2 separate regions of the Anas platyrhynchos genome follow, and region 2 is linked to region 1. Evidence: chromatin contacts called from public Hi-C data. All regions are on one chromosome and are shown on one strand. The core of a region is the stretch at or near the end of the contact, and the rest is flanking DNA. Distances in the headings are between cores, read along the strand shown.

The links. A called contact is a pair of places that touch in the nucleus more often than the background predicts.
Region 2: a Hi-C map of liver shows a contact between it and region 1, with 5 times the contacts expected there. The contact joins the enhancer-like site here to the promoter of TSPAN32 in region 1. A contact is called at or near these places in 4 of 8 Hi-C or Micro-C datasets (liver, skeletal muscle and subcutaneous adipose tissue).

Annotation. Positions count from the first base shown.
Region 1 is chr5:28,421,673-28,425,883 of IASCAAS_PekinDuck_T2T, forward strand. It overlaps TSPAN32 (tetraspanin 32), which reads left to right and starts at 2,277. Exons shown (of 11, transcript XM_072038531.1): 1 at 2,277-2,564; 2 at 4,158-4,211. ASCL2 (achaete-scute family bHLH transcription factor 2) reads right to left here and starts at 1,984. Exons shown (of 2, transcript XM_027458024.3): 1 at 835-1,984; 2 at 1-723. The coding sequence starts at 1,355. The coding sequence ends at 846. It overlaps LOC119717204 (a long non-coding RNA gene), which reads right to left and starts at 3,670. Exons shown (of 2, transcript XR_005266367.2): 1 at 3,429-3,670; 2 at 2,419-3,293.
Region 2 is chr5:28,536,483-28,540,693 of IASCAAS_PekinDuck_T2T, forward strand. All of the region lies in intron 1 of KCNQ1 (potassium voltage-gated channel subfamily Q member 1), which reads left to right. It overlaps TRPM5 (transient receptor potential cation channel subfamily M member 5), which reads right to left. Exons shown (of 26, transcript XM_013099790.5): 4 at 4,044-4,211; 5 at 2,723-2,889; 6 at 147-327. Among named protein-coding and RNA genes, the nearest start is that of TRPM5, 16 kb to the right of the region's middle. Within about 2 kb of position 1,794, at least 1 of the 8 cell types and tissues checked has an H3K27ac peak or open chromatin away from gene starts, as enhancers often do.

The DNA.
Region 1 (4,211 bases), core at 1,027-3,526:
TTTACATAAAATAGGATACTCTTTTTAAAAACTGCATATGTACAACTTAAGAAATCCTAGCAAGTGCATACAAAAATGCCTTCAATACATTTTTTTAAAAACTTCAGTTTCAGAGAAGTGAACCTTCACACCAGGCAATCTCAGACACCGTTGTAGGACACAAGGTAACTTTACAGTATTTTACTAGTGTTTGGAGGAGAAAAAAAAAAACACCTTTTATCTAAATCATGTATGTTGCCAAAACATTCTAGCTGGCAGTGTTCAAGAACAAGGGAATAGGAGTTGCTAAAAATAGAACTGTCTCCTCAACCCTTTTCCCTAAGGTTTCTTGTACAAAAATAAGTCTTCATACACCACTGTTCCCATAGGCAGTTCAAGTTGCATATAAAACAGAATCTGACACTATAAAAAAAATTCCCTCCCCCTCCAGAAACAAGGAAGCATCAAGTAGATTTGTTTTTCTTGCTTTTTGCCACTCCACCAGTTGCTCGGGCATCTTTCTCTGGAGAAAGCAGGTGAGCACCTTTTTCCATGGGGCTGCCCCGGAGCGGGGTCGTGAGCATCATTGCACTTCAGCTCGGGGAGCCTCGGAGCCCGGCGAGGAACGCAGCCAGCAGGGTCCCACCACGGCTGGGTGAGAGGATTTGGGGGAAAGAGGTGGTTTTTAGGGGGGTGGTGATGTGATGCTGGCTGCTACGGAAGACGAAGGGCCCTGAGGTATATCTGTAAAGAGATCGCAAACCCCACGTTGATCCCTGGAGCACCACCAAGCATGGGGGAAGAAGCAGCAGCCCCCCACCCCGAGAGAAAAGCAGCCCCCCAAAGCGTGCTCACCTCCCGGCAGCTCAGTAGCTCCCGAGCCAGCTGGTGAAATCCAACAGCTCCCGCTCCTCGGGGCTGAGCTCCCCATCGTAACCACTCTCCTCGGAGGAGCAAGGGGAGGCAGAGGAGTAACCACCGCTGCCGCCACCGCTTTCCCCGACGGCCGCCCGCCCCGGACGGGGCGGGCGGCCGTCGGGGAAAGCGGCGGCGGCGTCGTGCTCGTCCAGAAGCCGCTGCAAGGCACGGATATACTCGACGGCAGAGCGCAGGGTCTCCACCTTGCTCATCTTCTTGCTGGCGGCCCCGTGGGGGACGTGCTGGCGGAGGGCGGCGAAGCCCAGGTTGACCAAGCGCACCCGGTTGCGCTCCCGTTCGTTGCGGCGAGCCACGGCCGCCGCGGCCCCCCCGGTGCCCGGGAGGGAGGCGAAAGCCAAGCGGCGCTTGCAGCGCAGCAGCTCCGGGGATGGGGGCCGCCGGCGGCCCCGGGGGGCGGAGGGGTGAGGGGGGAGCGGAGGCAGAGCCCCGCTGTTCATCGCCGTGAGGCCACGGTGGCGGAAAGGGGGAGAAAGTTGCGGGGGTGGGGGGGAGGTTGGAGTTGAGAGGAAAAGTGAATCGAGGGGAATGCAAATTGGGGGAGAGGAAAGTGGAGTGAAATGCAAGGAAAAGTGTCGCGGAGTGTGGGGAAAATGCGGGTAGAATGCAAAGAAAATGCAAGCAAAATGCGGGGAAAATGCAAGAAAAAAAAAATTGAAATAAAACGCGGGTAAAATGTAAATGAAGTACAACCAAAACGCAGGTAAAATGCGAGGAGAAATGCAAATAAAATGCAAGCAAAACTCGGGTAAAACGCAAGAAAACCCGCCAGTAAAAATGCAAGAAAAACGAGAGTAAAAATGCGAGCAAAAACGCGAGAAAAATGCAAACTGCCACGCGCGTAAAAATGCAAATAAAAACGCAACAAAAAACTGCAAATTAAAAAAAAAAAAAAGCAGGGCCAGGAGCAACCCCGACCGAGGGGGGAATTGCGGCGGGGGCAGCGCCGTGTTGCCCGCCTCCCCCCCTCCCTCCTCCTCGTCCTCCCCAAGCCTCCTTCCCGCTGCCGGCTCCGCGGCTGTGCGGCGGGCGCGGCGCCGCCCGGTGCTTATCAACGCCGCCGCTCGCGAGCCCCCGCCGGCCGCACGCGCCCCGCCACGCGCGCCCCCGTGCCGCCCCCCCTCCCCGCCTCCTCCGCGCGCGCCCGGCGCGTGGCGCCGCCGGCCCCCGGTGCCGTCCCGTCCCATCCCGTTCCCTTCCCCCCCCCCCCCAGCTCCATCCCAAACCCCGCCCGTGCGCCGCGCCCCCGGGTGGTGGGTTGGGTTGGGTTGAGTGTTTTGTTTTTTTTTTTTTTGGCTTTTTTGGGGGGTGAAGGGGAGGTGTGGGGCTGCTTGGGGGCACGGCGGGGAGGGGCTCTGCCGGGTCTCTGCGCCCCCTCTCCCCAAAAAATGAGTGCGAAGGGGCTGCGGGCGCTGGAGGGTTTAGGGTTAAGGGGCAACCCCGGGGGTCAAGGGGGTGATAGGGAAATGCGGTGCGTGAGCGGGGCTTGGCTAAAAAAAAATAATTAAAAAAAAAAAAGCAAACTAAGCCAAAGTGAGAGATGCAGAGTTAAACCCTGCTGCTCTCAGCCCCAGCTTGCATTTCTGAGTGAGGAGCGGGACCTGGGCAGCAGGCAATGCCCCCACCTATGCAGAGCTGCCTCCCCCCAGGTAGGTGCAGCAGGGTCTGCTCACGGCGTGGGGTGCGTTTTGCCGCAGGAGGTCCAGGGGAGCTGCTTGCAGGGGTAAATGAAGCGGTGTGCAGTGTTTGCAGGGTTTGCTCCAGGCTGGTGCTTGGTTTCTGTCTGTGCAAGCTCTGCTTGCCCCGGGGTTTGTGTGGCACTTGCTGGGGATTGGGCTGGGCAGAGAGGGCAGTGCTGCAGCGGGGCAGTGTTGTTGGTCTTTTAGTAGCAGGTGCTCAAAAAGTCACTGCTGGTGCAAGCCTTGCTCTCAGGAAAGAGGAAGCTGCTTTCTTATGAGCTGTTCAAGAGAAAACTTTCTGCAACGCTCAAGAGTAATAACCGGATTTTCATGGTACAGAAATAACTACAGGGATTCCTTTTATTATTCTTGGTAACACAAAAAGGCACCTGGGAGCACAGCAGAGCACGTGCTGGGCTCACCCCTGCAGGGAGCCCTCCGTCACACGGAGCTGCTGCATTTGATTTTGCCTCCACTTCTGCACCTCATCAGAAAGTGACAGAGGCCCATCACGACAAGGCAGGACAGGGAAAAATGTGAGCAATAAGTGGCAGGGGGTGGCCGAGCATCCTCGGCAAGCAGGTGCATGCCACCTGGGCTCTTCTTGCACTGGTTTTGCTGGAGTAGAGCTGGAACTGCTGCTTGGATGTATCGCTGGCACAGCTGGCTCCCGAGCAGCCCCAGGTTGCAATGTGAACGCTACGTGGGAAAGCAAAAAGACTTGAGATTGAGAATGGCGGTGGGCTTTAGAGCCATGAATGCGGTTGTTTCAGTTTTGGGAGGGGATAGAATGAAAGTTGAGTTTGGTCTGGGAACTGCCTGCCTTCAGCTTACCCTCTTTTTCTTGCTGGTTTGTTGTCTCCCAAGCCAAGCCTTGCTTCCGCTCACAGCATGGTCCCACGCTGAATTCTAACCTTGGCAAAACCCAGCGCCCTCCCCCTCCTCCCCTCTCCTTCCCTCCTCAAAAAGAGACAGCTGTGGGCTTAAAAGTTGGGGTTTCAGCTTGCTGGTGCCCATGTGCCATATGAATGCTAAGCAGGCTGCGCAAAGCGTCCTTGTGGTGCCTGGGGGAAGGCAGGCTTTGCATCCTGGGGTTCACACAGCCAGGGCACGCTTTGGTGCAGGGAGCCTTCATGCTGGCACGTTTTATCTGCACACGTGCTCATGAGTGCAGCCGTGCTATGGGCACCTGTGAACCTGCCACATTTGGAGCCATTCCCACCTGCTGTTTTGCAGGAGGTTTTTCTTTGCCTGCTGCTGGGCTCTGATGTGAATGACTCGTGCTGCAGTGATGCTGTTGCACTGCTGATGGCTACACTGACAGTGAGAGACCTAGAAAAGTGCAAGGCAAGAAAGCGCCCATACAAACCCAGCCTCTTCTCCTAAACTTCTGTTCAGTCCCACAGCAAATCTCACAGCTCCTTCAGTGCTCACATCTGACAGCATGGGCAGCATTTCCCTCCAACTCAGAAGCGGGCTGGAGGTTTTTCAGCTCAGCAAAAACACACTCTCAGTTTGTTCCTTTTTTGTTTTTTTTTTTCTTTTTTCTCTTTTTTACATCAGTCCTTTCCTTCTGGCTGAGGTGCTGCGTACTTCCTCCACCGCTGCAGATGGGGA
Region 2 (4,211 bases), core at 544-3,043, 110 kb after region 1:
CACAATGACAACTGTGTTTACTTGATCTTGCCTATGTAGATGGTAAACTGAGAACTGGAGTTGCCTTTGATAAGGCGAGGGACCCACATGTATCCCTGTAATGTCGCTATTATTCAAGCTATAGGATGCTTGTATAGTCTACTTACCACCATACCCAGTGCGCTGTTCTGAAATGTGCTTTTCCAAGGTGAGCCGTAGTTCAGTCGTTCTGTCTGGATCCTCTGGTGTTACGTGATCCACCAAAATAAAATGGGAATGGTTGTGGTCCAGTGAATACAGTGGGCCTTGGACATTATCATCTGACTGGTAATGTACAAGGCTTTCATCCTAGAGATAGGAGAGATGTGAGCATTTTTCTACAAAGAACAGTCTGCATTTCTATGTGCTTCATCTCCCTTTTTCATGTTATCTGTGCCATGACATAGAGCACCACTTTTCAGACACTTGAATAGCCTCTATGAAAAGGAAGGAGTATTTGTTTCTTCTGAAAGGTGCTAGATGTGATAGCCTGAAAGCTGAAGTCCCTGAAGTTCCCCTCTCAGGCTCTGCAAAATATACTGACATTAGGAATCATCTCTAGAACAAAGGCATTTGTGCAGAGGTGCTGCAAGTGCTTGCACAAATGTTTGGGGCCATGAGACTAGATAACTGTGAGTGATGCCTTAATGTCTCAGATGTTTGTGCCCGATTTTAGACAAGGGCAAACCTGTTCATTTCAGTAACATTTTCACCATGCTTAGACCAGTAGATAAGTCAGCCTGCTATACATCCATATAGATTTAAACACAGCTTGGTTTAATTTACATGGTTATGTGAGGTCTCATGGTTATTCTTAATGTGGAAGCTGCATTCTAAAAATGTGACAGAGCATGCAGGTACAGGTAGGGATTCTTGCCCTCTCAGCAGCTCTGGGAAGAGTAGAAATGTCAGAGGCTGTTCCGGGAGGGGGGGGAAGTAGTAAATTTGCATGTCCTTTACAGACAGCTAGTGCCACAAATTTCTCTTGCCTCCCTCCTGCTCCTGTCTCATTGGGGAAGGTTACCTTGAAGCAGTTACTTGCTTTCATGTTTTGTTTAGATGGAGGTTGTGCCTATATTCTGCTGCCGTGTAACATTAAGCCTACTTGCCAGAGAGATGTGGCCTTAGATTGGGACCCCGGTACACAACAACCAACTGAAAAAAAATCTCTCAGGGATTTTCCTGTGTCCACTGAAAATGCAGAAGCAGTTGTTCAAGGTTCTTTAATGCATGCCAGTAACACAGAAATGAAGGAGTGACCCACTGATATTGGGCCTTGTTTTTCTCCTTGCTACTGTGAATTCTTAGCTCTATTTTGTACAACAAGCTGTTTGTGTTAGTGTCAACTATAAGAAGAACTGGGTTTAGGTCAATATCCTTGTCTATAGCTCTTTTTTTGTCCTAAAGTTTCTAAGATCTAGGGTGTTCTTGGGTAGAAGCAGTGCCAGAAGTCAGAGGGTCAAGAGTGCTCTCCACCTACTCTTTGACAAAGAATTTGAGCTTTAGTCAAGAGGGAGAAAATCTAACGCAGTAAAAAGAATGGTGCACTTATTTTGTAGCTACTGTTTGGGAAAGATCCAGGTGTGTTTTGATCACTTAGATTGGGAGGGAGGTGAAGCAACTAGTTTGCTCTTGCCAAAGGAACTTTTCTAAACAAAATTCCCTAATGAGATTCTTTCCTCTGAGCCACACAAATAGGTTCAAGTCTTCCAGCTGGAGAGCCTCATCTGACAGAGCACATTGATACCTGTCCTTGGCAAAAGGGATGGAAAAGAGAGAAAACTAATGACAATAAAATGCAAATACAGTCTGGCAGCCTCCCTGCTGATAGCTGGTACTTGCCAGCTTATCTGAGAGAACTAGGTGCAAGTTCAAAGGGCTGTGTTTGTTACCTGCTTTTCAGCTTCTGTAGGAAAGTAAAATAACACAGAAAGTGTTGTTGTCACTACTATACACCCATTTTACTGTTATAATAGTCTGCTTAGGACAGACAGTGCAGTGACAAGAATGTCATTAATTCCCTTTTCCACCTCCAAGTCAATTCAGCATCAACTTGGCATTTGCAACGACTCTTCTGATTTTTTTTTTTACTTTTTTTGTTAGTGTGTATTTTATTGTTGTTTTGTGTGTACTTTTTTTTTTTCCCCTCTCACAAACTTCAATTGCTTTGATCTGAATTCTGAAGTCCCCAGAACTCTCACCAACTAAACAAAGTCTTGTATGGCTAGCACTTTTGGCCCAGCATGTAGAGAAGGTTTTGTGTATTAGACACCAGTTCAGTGACTGGCCAGGAGAACTTGAAATAATTACGATTCGGTTTCATACTAGGATATTCAGTTTTTACAGTATTTCTGAAATAGCTTGGAATTCTGCCGTAGATGAACAAGGAGAAAAAAAGCTTTCAGGCATCCTATGATGTGTGCTGTTCCTCAGGTTCACCCTATTGCCAGCTACTGAGCTAATGGCCAATCCTGCCACCTGGTGGATATTTGCAGATTTGCTGCCAAGTTTAACGCACGAGGCATGGAAGCAGTAGGGTCTAACGATTCTTCGTGCTCATTGCTAAGGTCTTTCCCTAAAACACCCTTTGAATCCCACTTTTAAGACAGCACGATGTTTTGCTGCCTACTACTTCCAAATTTTGTAAATGTGAAGTTCACTTCTGAACAATCCTGTCTCACAAGTAGAATAAAAGGAAAAATACCTTTGCGTTCTCCAGAATTTCTCTGTGCTGAATTTTTCCGAGGGAAGTTATTCCTATGGCAATCACTCTTACTTTGGATGAAGCACTAGCCAGTGCGTGATCTCGGACTGCTTGCACTAAGTGTCTTGTTATTCCAACACGTAAAGCACTGGTAAAAATCCAGGCATCTGAAAATATTTTAATTGTTAGACAATTTCTTTGTAATTGGACAGGTTTGTGTGTCAAGTAACATTATGGGAAGTACTAGATTTAAGTTTTGTTTAGATAATTGGATAAGCTGCAAACAGATCTTGATACACTGTAATTTTTAGAATTAAAAGACATACAAGGAATGTAAGGCTTTAACAAGGGAAAGAGGAAATTGTGCCCAAGCAGGTGTGCTTTACATATCCTGCCAGCCATCTTTACTCTAATGTAAATATGCTTATCTACAGTGCTGTTTCCAGACAGGAGTAAATGTCTACTGTCTAAATAGGATCAGCAACATCACTACACTAGGCAGGTCTGCATGAGGAAGGGGCAAAGGGATGGAGAGGAAAAAGTTGTTGGCTTGAAATGAGGACCAGATAGGGAGAGGTGAACTGATATTTTCATTTCATTTTGCAGCTATTTTCACAAAGATAATAGAAGATATATCATCTTAAATATTAGCCACTTCTTTTCAGATTTCCAGACCTGATTTTTGTTTGTTTGTTTTTAAATGCATTTCCCTACTCTTGTAATTCATGTGTACAGCCAGGGAGAAGGTGAGCTGACTTATTTTCTGCTATGTTAGACATTAATGTTAAGCATTAACAAGGCCCTTTTGTTTAAACTTGACTCTAAATATTAAGTCTTCTGTTTCACTAATAAAGTACATTTCTTACATTTGCAGAAAAATATTCAAAAAATATAAACAATTGTAACAGGATTTTGTTAACTAAAAAGTAAGAATGGAGAGAAAAAGAGTTACTTTTGACCAAATTAAGCTATGCTAAGAGTTGTTTTGTTACAACTTAAAAGTTGGACAACATATTTGGTCCTATCTCTGCAATCTTTCTATTGTCGTCTTTGAGAGAATAACCTCAGGTAATTTTACACTTAAGAAATGATTGTCTGGAGTAATTTGGTTTGAAATAGCTTATTTTTGCTATTTGTAATACAATAACTTATTATAACAACATATATAAATAAAAGCTATTTAAATGCAAGTTGTAGGCTGCATTCGGCAAAGCCTCGAACTTCTAAAATAATCATGTGAGTGGGACCATTGATGCTAAAAGATCATTAGGTGTGAGAATATAGCAATGTAAATTTCTCCTTTAATGCCCAAAGCACTAACCTGTGCTTTGAGCTGCTTTTATGAGTCCTTTTTTTAAGGTGTCTCGTAGCCAAGGCTTCATCTGGAAATTTTCTTCTTCCCCTACTAAAGAGACGACCAAATTGGGAGCAGGTAGCTTCCATTTGTTGAGCATAACTTCAAATATAATTCCAGGATGAATAGTACACG